Linked DNA regions of Mus musculus: regions 2 and 3 are each linked to region 1. Evidence: chromatin contacts called from public HiChIP or PLAC-seq and promoter capture Hi-C data. All regions are on one chromosome and are shown on one strand. The core of a region is the stretch at or near the end of the contact, and the rest is flanking DNA. Distances in the headings are between cores, read along the strand shown.

What was found. Promoter capture Hi-C pulls out the DNA fragments that hold promoters and counts their contacts. HiChIP or PLAC-seq counts read pairs in DNA pulled down with a chosen protein or histone mark.
Region 2: a promoter capture Hi-C map of liver shows a contact between it and region 1, with 4 times the contacts expected there. The contact joins the enhancer-like site here to the promoter of Tdrp in region 1. A contact is called at or near these places in 11 of 39 promoter capture datasets (the 3T3-L1 cell line, 3T3-L1-derived adipocytes, the C10 cell line and 6 more), 1 of 15 datasets of contacts at CTCF or cohesin (the NIH/3T3 cell line), 1 of 484 Hi-C or Micro-C datasets (uterus), 6 of 115 datasets of contacts at active chromatin or transcription factors (bone marrow-derived macrophages, embryonic forebrain, embryonic hindbrain and 3 more) and 2 of 9 other capture datasets (liver and macrophages).
Region 3: a contact with region 1 is called in an H3K27ac HiChIP or PLAC-seq map of thymic regulatory T cells, with 7 times the contacts expected there. The contact joins the enhancer-like site here to the promoter of Tdrp in region 1. A contact is called at or near these places in 1 of 39 promoter capture datasets (hippocampal neurons) and 4 of 115 datasets of contacts at active chromatin or transcription factors (embryonic stem cells, memory CD8 T cells, regulatory T cell precursor and 1 more).

The regions. Positions count from the first base shown.
Region 1 is chr8:13,973,046-13,976,338 of GRCm38.p6, reverse strand. Tdrp (testis development related protein) reads left to right here and starts at 1,562. Exons shown (of 3, transcript NM_173744.4): 1 at 1,562-1,798. The coding sequence starts at 1,697.
Region 2 is chr8:14,840,833-14,844,226 of GRCm38.p6, reverse strand. Dlgap2 (DLG associated protein 2) reads right to left here. Exons shown (of 16, transcript NM_172910.3): 15 at 577-729. Among named protein-coding and RNA genes, the nearest start is that of Cln8, 46 kb to the left of the region's middle. Within about 2 kb of position 1,311, at least 22 of the 459 cell types and tissues checked have an H3K27ac peak or open chromatin away from gene starts, as enhancers often do. A contact at or near this core is called in liver, where this site is marked.
Region 3 is chr8:14,966,774-14,970,073 of GRCm38.p6, reverse strand. All of the region lies in intron 18 of Arhgef10 (Rho guanine nucleotide exchange factor (GEF) 10), which reads right to left. Among named protein-coding and RNA genes, the nearest start is that of Gm16350, 7.2 kb to the right of the region's middle. Within about 2 kb of position 1,878, at least 73 of the 459 cell types and tissues checked have an H3K27ac peak or open chromatin away from gene starts, as enhancers often do. A contact at or near this core is called in hippocampal neurons, regulatory T cell precursor and thymic regulatory T cells, where this site is marked.

The DNA of each region.
Region 1 (3,293 bases), core at 313-2,812:
TCTACAGCTTCCTCCAAGTGGCTGTTCAGGAAAGGATGGTTAGGCAAGATCTTTCTGGATCCCCAAATGAATTTGCATGTGTAAAGACTGTTTTGTTTTCTTTTTTTTAATGAAGCCAGACTGTATAATTCTCTTACAAACTCTGACAATATCATGCCTCAGAGATGATGGAATCAGTGACCCGCATCGCGTCCCCGGGACCTGAGAGATGTCCTTTACAGAGCCACCATCTCTACTTACCCGTCTCCCTTCCTAACAACTGAGGTCTTCCACACAAAGTCTTTAGTGCCATTTCAAAGCGGTCTAGAATTTAGCATGTGGGGTAACAGGCCTGGCCTTCTGAGTCATCTGGGAATTTCAGTTTAGTTTAACTTACTATGAGCATCCGATCCTGGCAGGATGCAGCCTTAGAGGAGGCCTGTGCTGCACCTGTAAACCACGGTGTTGTGAAGCCTTTGCTTGCTGTATTCGCAAGTACCCTGCGGCTACCTGTTCATAACTCCCAGACAGGCCAGGCGGGTCTGAGCTGGCTGGAGAAGGTTCTCACTGTGTTTACATCCTTAAACGTTCTTATGCACTTGAAGAACATGAACAAGGCATTTCGGAGTTTACCTACAGCACTTCTCACAAAAGCATACAATTGTGGACAGTTTTATTTACCTGTTATGTGTGTACAGTGTTGGACAGAGTGAGTATTTGGGAAGGCCAGAAGTCAAGTTGCTGTCTTTACCACTTTCCACTTTATTTTCAAAGATAAGACGTCTTAGGCCAGAGCTCACTGATTGGCCACACTGAGTGCACACTGTCTTCTGCCCACCCCCTTATGTCACCATGCCCACATGCCCAGATTTTTTTTTTTTTTTTTTTGGTGGCTGGAGATCTGAACTCAGGCTGCATTAGTCTGAGTGTCACCCTGAGACTACAAAGGGAAGTCGAGGCCCCAGGTCCAACTGGCACTGCCAACCCACCTACCTAGTCTCTTCTGGGCCCTGGGAACCTTCCCTGGACTCTGGTTGATTCTGTGTCCATCACTCTATCGATGCAGGCCTCACAGCAGCGCAAAGTGACCGTAGTCTATGCAGGAACCCTTCTCTTTCCCTAACACCCTCCTCCCTTGCAGGTGCCCCCCTCTCCGGTGGTCCATATCCACTAATGGACCTTTTAGGATCAGCATAGACCACTAACCCTCAGCCTGCGGTCACCGAAGCCCCGCCCTCGGCCCCCGTAGCACCAACTGGGCGAGCATGCGTAAAGCGCGGCCCCACCTCGGCGTTGCCTTGGTGATCCAGGATGGACCACGCCCATCGGGCTGGGTGAGTGAAGGGCCGGGAGTTGAGGGGCGGCCGGTGTGAAATGTCACGTGGTTTTGGTGCGTCAGTGTTCTTGGCCCCTTGGTAAAGCACTCGGCCCGCTGATTCCCTGGGGGGCCTACTTAGGGAGGTTGGAGCGGTCCTGGAGAAGTAGGGGACCCGCGGGCTGAGTGTCAGGGTGGGGGAGGACCAGGGAGGCAGGGGACCTGAGGAACCTGAAGGCTGGAGGAGGGTCTGGGGGCGGGCCTGGGGGCGGGCCGGGGACGGCCGCCCGCAGCTGACCGCCCCTCCCCGCCCAGTCCTCCGCACTGTCCCAGCGCCGCGGCGGGCCGGGTGTCCTCCTTCAGTCCCGGAGCCAAGCTGCGCGGAGCGGTCGAGCACCGGAGATGTGGAAGCTGAGCCGAAGTCGAGTGCTTCTGGACGAGCCCCCCGAGGAAGAGGATGTGCTGCGAGGGGCACCGCCAGCATCAGCAGCCGCCCCGGCGTCGGTGAGGGCACGCGTAGGGGCGCAGGTGCGGGCCGCGGGGTGCTCTGGAGGCCGAGCGCAGGTGCATGGGGTCGCGTGCCGGGTGCGGACTTGGCAGGGACCCGACGCTTCTCGGGGCTGCGAGGTGACTGCCCCGGAGGACCCCTCTGATGAGTGGCCGGGTCCTACAGGTCGTGGGCCCCAGAGCCAGCATGTGTGGGGTACCGCGGGGACGCGTACCCCGGGCACTTTCCGCACTGGCCGGCGGCGCTGCCCTTCGCTCTGCTGCCACAAGGGCTTTGGGGTTCGGCTTGAGACACCGGGGACGCGGGGTGACCGCTTCCAGGCCAGGTATTTCTATTCCGGAGTTGGAGAAACAGAGAAGTCCTGAATCATGGTGCCGGGGACGGCGGTTCGCTCAGACTTAAAAGCTTGGTGTTTTTGTTTTTGTTTTTTCCTTTCCCTTTTCTTTTGGTGACTATAGCGAATATAAAGTGTGCTGGATATTTATTTGCACAACACGTATTTCCTTTTTTTAAGCCTTTGATCCCGTCTCGCCCCCTCTCCCGGAAGAAGAGATCAGAGACCTTTATACAGAAAAAGCTTTGGCCCGACAAGTATAGAGATACGCTTGGAATGTGTAGAATTTTTTAATTAACAGGATCCCAGGTGGATCTGTGTGAGGCTTCCCCACCCACCTTCTCGGGACACTTTTCATTCCCTTTCATGTGCTAGGAAATTTAGGTCACAAAGTACGCCAATTTTTAAGCATAAAGTTATTTATTTATTTTTTTAAGCATAGTGTGAAAACTGTGGCTGTTGCAAATCTTTCTTTTGAAACTTGGAAGTAGTCCCGAGATTGCTTCTTCCCTAGTTGGAGCAAAAGAACGTCTGTTAGGAATGAAGTTTCATTGTAAGACATTTCTCGGGAATTTGATAAAGCTCGCTGCCAGCACGCAGACATTCCAGCTGATGAGTGTAAGCTTTTAGGTATGGTTTGTATCTGAATTTACATTTGAGAAGTCACCTTTTTGTGTCCCTAGAACTTACCTAGCTTTCATTTTTCCAGCCTTCAAGGTTTTGTAGCTAGACGGCAACTCTTAGAAGGCAGTAATGAGCATTTGTCTGTGGTCTCTAGATATTTTTTAAATCATCTTCTAGCCAGCAATATGTGTTTAAGTTTGCTTCACCTGTCTTTTCATGGTTCGATAGTAAGTTTCTTTTTGGCACTGATTACCTTCAGAATATCATGTCACCTCCTTCCAAGCTTGGATAGCTGATGCTGAAGTTCCTGTAAATAGGCAGGGTGGGCCTTCTGTAGAATTTCAGATCATTTAAGTAAGACAATGTGACTGCTGGGCTGTCATGGAGTGCATTTGTGTGTGTGTGTGTGTGTGTGTGTGCATGTGCATGTGTGTACGTACATGTGTGTATGACCGGTGAGTGCAGGCAAGTGTTTGTTTCCACGTCGGTGAGCAGGGTCTCCTTGTTTTTACCGGTTCCCACCCCCAGCTCCG
Region 2 (3,394 bases), core at 62-2,561, 870 kb before region 1:
TCACCATGCAGCAGGAGCCAAATTCAGACTTAATGCAAATTTTCAGCCTATTTAAGGATGATGAAGCTCCATCAGAAGACCACACCCTCAGACTGCTCCGAAAGGTTTAAATGCAGTCACGCCCTTAGCTCCCTACATGTACCAGGTAAAGTGTATTTGGATAGAAGACAATTGTCATCTTAGCCAGACCTAAGATCTTACCTGTGGGAGATCAGCTAAATACAATCCAAACAGAAGTTGGATGAAAATGAGCCAGGATTTATCCCTGGAGGAAACGAGATTAGAGATGTAGGGATCTTTCCTGGTGTCTCTGAGATGTCTGTGTACCGGAGATAGAGCAAGACACCCACTGCTATTCTCGAACCTAGGATTCCATTCCTGGCCATTTGTGTATGTGCTTGCAATACCCCTCCTCCATCACACACACACACACACACACACACACACACACACACACACACACACACACACAATCTGTTCCTGTATTAAATGTGGAGAAATCCGCTATCATCTGGTACCGGAGCAGGCGCCAGAAGCCTACAAGCTTGGGACCACCGCATCACATGACTGCATTACCTTTCTTTCGGGTGACTCTATTATCTTCCAGTCATTGAGCTTCAGCTGGTGCAGCTCGTCAAACTTCATGCTGACATCTTCCACAGACAGCTGCAGCATATCCCAATAGCCAGCTAGATCCTGTGAGGTGGGTCTTGGCATGGCGCTGGGGTCCTGTGGAAACACAGGGACATTATGGGGGGGGTGTCTATTCTTTCTCCTTTAAGTCACTCAAGGAGAAGCCCCACACGTTTGAAACAAGGCAGGAGATTCTTCCTGACCACCTCAGCCCAGGCACATGCCAGTGGCTTACAAACACGTAGCATATCCCTTTAATGCTTCAACTTGAAAATCCTGGGGGGCGGGTAGAATGTAGCTCAGTGGTACAATACTTGCCTAGCATGTACAGACTCTCTGGGTTCCATCCTTCAAATGGTTTGCAGCTCAAGAAAGCCATAGAGCCATGTGACTTAATCAGATGGGACGGATTGCCCTGTGGGTAGGCCACTAGGATTATGGCCATTTTTTTTTTCATTGTGTTTATTTTGATGGGTCCTAGCTCTAGTTCTGAGGATTAAGCATGACTTCAAAAGGTAATGTGATTTAAGTTTTCTCCCATGGAGAGTCAAGTCAATCTCTTGAAGGAACAAAAGACTCAAGGACACCCCCTCCCACTTAACTCAGCCTGTCCAAGGGGTGCCACTCCACCATCCACAGGCAGAACCTGGGCTTCTTCTCAGCCTAAGACGAACCTCACTTCTGCACAGTGTATGGTCCAATTGGCTCCCTTTTTTTGAATTATTTATTTTATATAAATGAGTACACTGTATCTGTCCTCAGACACACCAGAAGAAGGCATCAGATCCCATTACAGATGGTTGTGAGCCACCATGTGGTTGCTGGGAATTGAACTCGGGACCTCTGGAAGAGGAGTCAGTGCTCTTAACCGTTGAGCCACCATCTCTCCAGCCTGTTTCAATGGGTTCTTACTGTGACAGTTAAGCACCGATTCTGTGTGTGGTTACCTAACTCAGTGTGAGGCTGGCTTATTCTGTAGAGTTACACAATCAACATTTGTCCAAAAGTGCTTACATTGTTCACATTTCATCAGTGGTCTGGGTTGAACATTGTTTGGTTCACAGCTGAGTGAATGCTCACGTGGAAACTATACCCGTTGGGCACCATTGCCTCTTCCCAGTTCACAGGCACTCAAGTAACAGCCTATGTCACCAGGGAGGGTCCTAGGGTAGAAGGTGAACTTTCACAATGTGAAAGTTCCATTTCCTCCTAAGTGGGGTTCAGAGCTGGGCTCTGCTGTTCGAGCCTGTTCTTCCATTGAAACACTAGATGGCGACGTCTGTCCATATGTCTGCCAAGCTAAGGCTGACTCTGGCAGTCCAAGATTTCTGTCTGATTCTGCTTGAGTGTGTGGGAGAGGGATAGCTGCATTATAGCTACATCACAAATTGCCCATGCCTGCACAGCTTGGAGAAACCTAGGAAGAGGTGTCTGTCTTTCCCTAGGGTCATTTCCTAGACTTAAGGATGGGCAAACTTCCTACAAATGTTTACTACCAGCAGTGGCCCCAGCAACCATGAACCACGGCTTTGAGAGCAAATAATATGCTCTGTCTTCCGCCTATGTCTTCTGACACTGCCCTCCAATGAGGGTCTCATAGGTCCCAAAGAGAAACCAAAAGAAAAGAAGATAGCCAACCAGATTTTTTTTTAACTTGCAAGGCTTCAAAGATGTCAGGGTGGGTCATTTCAAGGCCAAATCAGCTCCATCAGGTGCAGAAGAGGGGTGCAATTAAGAGGCTCAAGGGTGAGCTTTGTCCCCCCTGCAGAATGATCTGAACCGAGAGGCCTCAGAGGCTGTCTGGCCACCCTGAGTACAACTACACAGAATAGCATTCCTTATGATCAATCTAATCTTGCATAGGTAGTGCGCAGAGGAAGGCAGAGCCACACATAATGGCCAGACATTTATCTAGTTTCATCTCCCAAGGTCGCACACCTTCCAGATCACCCTTTAAATGTCGACAAAGCTTCATGCCAAAGGTGCCGTGTTATCATGCGAAATGTCCTGATGAACTTTAATGGGCTAACAGGAAAATGTTAGAGAAAACGTTATCCTTAATGACCTGATGAAGGACCTGGGTCCACAGCTCTGAGGGGCCATGTCCGCATATGCAGTAGGACATGCTGTAAGCCCAGTGTCTCCATGTATGCTAACAAGCACAGCGCAGTCAGAACACCTGCTGCCTTTGTGACAGGCCCAGCAGAGCCTTTTACCTTCGTGGAAAATGTTAGGTACTAAATGTCAGGACTGTAAAATCTCCTATAAAGAACTACGGATATAATTCATGATTCTCATGGAGTTATAAATATCTTAGTCAGGAGAAACCAAACAATGTGTGTGTGCAATAAATGGGTATATGCATATGTTAATATATGAAGGTAAGGATGTATGAACATACATGCAGGTATATAAATACACACACACACATATATATACACATAATGCACATATACATACGTATATAGATAGAGATAAGATAGATATAGATTATATAGACATAGAGATGTATAGATATAGATATATAGACATAAGTATAGACATAGGTATAGATATATAGATATAAGTATAGGTATAGGCATAGGTGTAGATATATAGATATAGATATAGATATAAGTATAGGTATAGGCATATGTGTAGATATAGATATATACAGGTGAGTTTCTTCTCTTTTTGACAGGAAGGCCCAGGATCAATGCCAACTGAATTCATAAATCTATCTCAAGACACATTCATTTCTGTCCTCACTATAGGATATGCA
Region 3 (3,300 bases), core at 629-3,128, 990 kb before region 1:
CTTCACAGCACTCCCTCTGAGTTTCTCCATCTCCCAAGAGCCATCAGGAACTGGGAGGAATTGCTGTCCTCTGATAGAGCAACCAGCTCCAGGCTGTGTCCCTGTCCTCGCCTCCTCAAAGGTCCCCTTCCCTGGGTTAAAGCGTCTGATACCTGGCTGCTTGCTGAGAGCAAAATCCAGGGTTCCCATCTGGCTTCTGTGTGGGGTGAGGCAACAAATCAAGGTCCGGAGAATGGCATTGTATCAAACTGAGCCGTTTCTACACAGCAAAAGGAGCAATTGGCTGATGAGCCTTGGAAGTCGTAAGAATGCCTGACCTGCGAGTTAACATGTGACAAAGGGCCAGCATCTGCCATCTCTATTGAAACCCGACTAAAAACAGGCGAATAATCTGAACAGACATGTCTAAGAGTAAGACACACAAATGCCCAATAAGTCCATGTGCACTGTGGAAAAGCCACATCAAACCTCACCTCATACCAGTGAGAATGGCTATCATCAAAAACAAAATAGCAAATACAGGCAAGAACTCAGAGAAAGGGGAATTATCACTTGGTGCTCATGGGGATCTTAGAGCCACCCTCAGAGAACAGTAGGGAGGCTTTGCAGAAAACCCTGAACAAACACTCCACATGCTCCGGCTATCCGACCCAAGCCTGTATCTCAGGGAATAAATGGGGGGATGTGGGGGTGTCAGGCACACCTGTGCTGATTCCAGCCCTTGTCACAAGCGCCTGACACAGAATCAACTGCAGTGTCCATCAGCAGACAGAGCTGACAATGAGAATGTGGTACACACAATGGAAAATTACACCCAGTAACAGAGCATTGAGTCCTGCCATCTGTGGCAAACTGGATGGCACCGGAGTACACTGTGCTAAATGAAATAAGTCAGACCCAGGAAGATAAACACCATGTGAGAAAGGCAAGACGAGGGTCCGTATGTGGAATAGTTACTCCAGCAGCTGGGAGTGGGGAGAGGAGAGGAGACTGAAGAGGGGGCTCCAGATAGGTGCAGACAAAGCGCTAGGCAGTGTAACTGACTACAGTTTACAGCAACCAGTGGATAGCTGGAAGAGAGGTGACACGAAGCTCCAGATGCAGAGGAATGGCAAGGAGGTGGTGGCATTAAGTACTCAGATCAGTCAGGATGTGTTCTGTCAGGACCGAAATGTCACTCTGTGCCCCACAAACATTTCTAATTATCACGTGTTAATCGCAAGTTGAAAAACAATTTTCTAGGAGACAGAAACACTAGGGATCTTGTTCAATCATTGTGTTTTGGGTTCAGATGTCAAATTATCATATCATCTGACATGGGTATGTTAAATACAGCAAGAATGCAGATGTAACACCAGGGGGTGTGTTCTTATTTTGATGGGGACCACCAGAAAGACAAGTGGGATCCTACATCACCTGAGTCCCCAGGCCACCTATGGACCATGTGCTAGGTAAGCCAATACAGATAACCATCTGACACAGAAAATGAGGACCCACCTCTTGGGTCTGTGACCAGCGTGCACAGGGGCAGCTTACCCAACAGATGGCTCACCATCTTTCTCTTCCCAACCATGAGCTACAGCCTGAAAAGTCAGTAAAACACTTTAAACTGCCCTCAGGAAAGTACACACTTTCCAAAGTCATTTCAGGAGATCCGAATGCTTAACCCAACCCATGGGTCCCCACAGGAGCCCAGGCCACTGGTTCCCAGGCCCCTCTCTGTAGGCAAAGTCCATCGTGGAAACCCAATACGACTAACGACTAACGTTCATGCCCTGCCTCCATCTGAAGCCTGCTTTCTGGGTGCTTGGAGCTGTGTCGGGGCAGCTCCTTGCTGCTTCTGCTGGCACAGCCTCACCCTTCCTCAGCACTGGTTGCTAGGCAGTGACACCCACGTTCTGCCTCCAACACAAAACAGCAGACCAAGCTTCCAGAGCTGAATGTTACAGTCGTTCAAAACAACACAAAAGTCGTACGATTTCAATGGGAACAAGAACTTCTACCCAGCTTCTCGAAACATCCTGAGATAACAGGCCCCACCCAGGGAAGGGGAAAGAACACACAGAGGCCAAAACTCTAAAGGAAGCACAGGGGAGACTCGGGGACCTCTGATTACCAGTTCAGCCTGCTGCTGGTGTGACTGACTGGAGGGCGGCTCATTGGATCCTAAAGACAGGCTGCCCCTGCTGTGAGGTGGATCTAGACACACCCAGTCCAGCCCCTTCCCAGTATCTACTGTTAGACAGAGTCTGCAGCAGCAGTAGCAAACCTCTCAAGTGCAGAAAGATGCCCATTACTGAGGTCGGCATGCACACAAGACAACTTGAAGGGATGGATTCTCTCTTCCACCATGTGAGCAGCAGAGAGCAAGCGCAGGCCAGTCAGGCTTGGTGATCAGTACCTGCTGAGCCACCTGACCCAGCAACATGTCCTAAATGCCTAACCCTCAAGACGTAGAAGAGTAAAATTTTCCTGTCTGTGATAATGGCTGCCTAACCAACTTGGCTGCTCTGTGCACTTTGCTTTACACGTGGACAACATCGAAGCACCACCTTTGACACTTCAGATATAGCTGGCATTCCATTAAACCTCAGCAAGGGAGTACGGACAGCCTGGGAGTCATGCCACTCACACAGCCCAGGCCGGGCGTGGTGGCGCACGCCTTTAATCCCAGCACTCGGGAGGCAGAGGCAGGTGGATTTCTGAGTTCCAGGCCAGCCTAGTCTACAAAGTGAGTTCCAGGACAGCCAGGGCTACACAGAGAAACCCTGTCTCGAAAACCCAAAAAAAAAAAAAAAAAAAGGATTTAGTCATCCCTGCTGTGTATGCCTCTCAGATGCGGGACTCACTGCATCTCAAGCAACAAGAGATAGCAGGGGCCTTCTCCAGTTCCGTGTTCCTAAGACAGAAGGGGCAACCCAGGGCTAGTCTCCCATGGACCCCAGGGCTGGCTGGCTGGACTTCTGCAGTCACCCCGCAACCATGGCTCCTTCAGGAGTACCCAGGCCAGTACAGCTGCAAATGGGTCACCAGCCAAGGGCACACATGCAAGGGTGAGTCAGGGTGCCCACCTCAATCTGCAGAACCCTCTGTCCTTCCGGAAGACAGTTCTTAAAAGACACTGTTTCTGAGAACACAGTCTCCCCTTTATCTCCATTATGGGATGTGCTACACAGTGCACACTGTCTGTGCATCAGAAGGTCTGCTCCTAAATTTCTTCAGGATAGCCTGGCCTGTGCCACATTCACTGGCAGCTCGCAGGACCCAGCACTTGGTTCATCACAGGCTCATAATAAATAA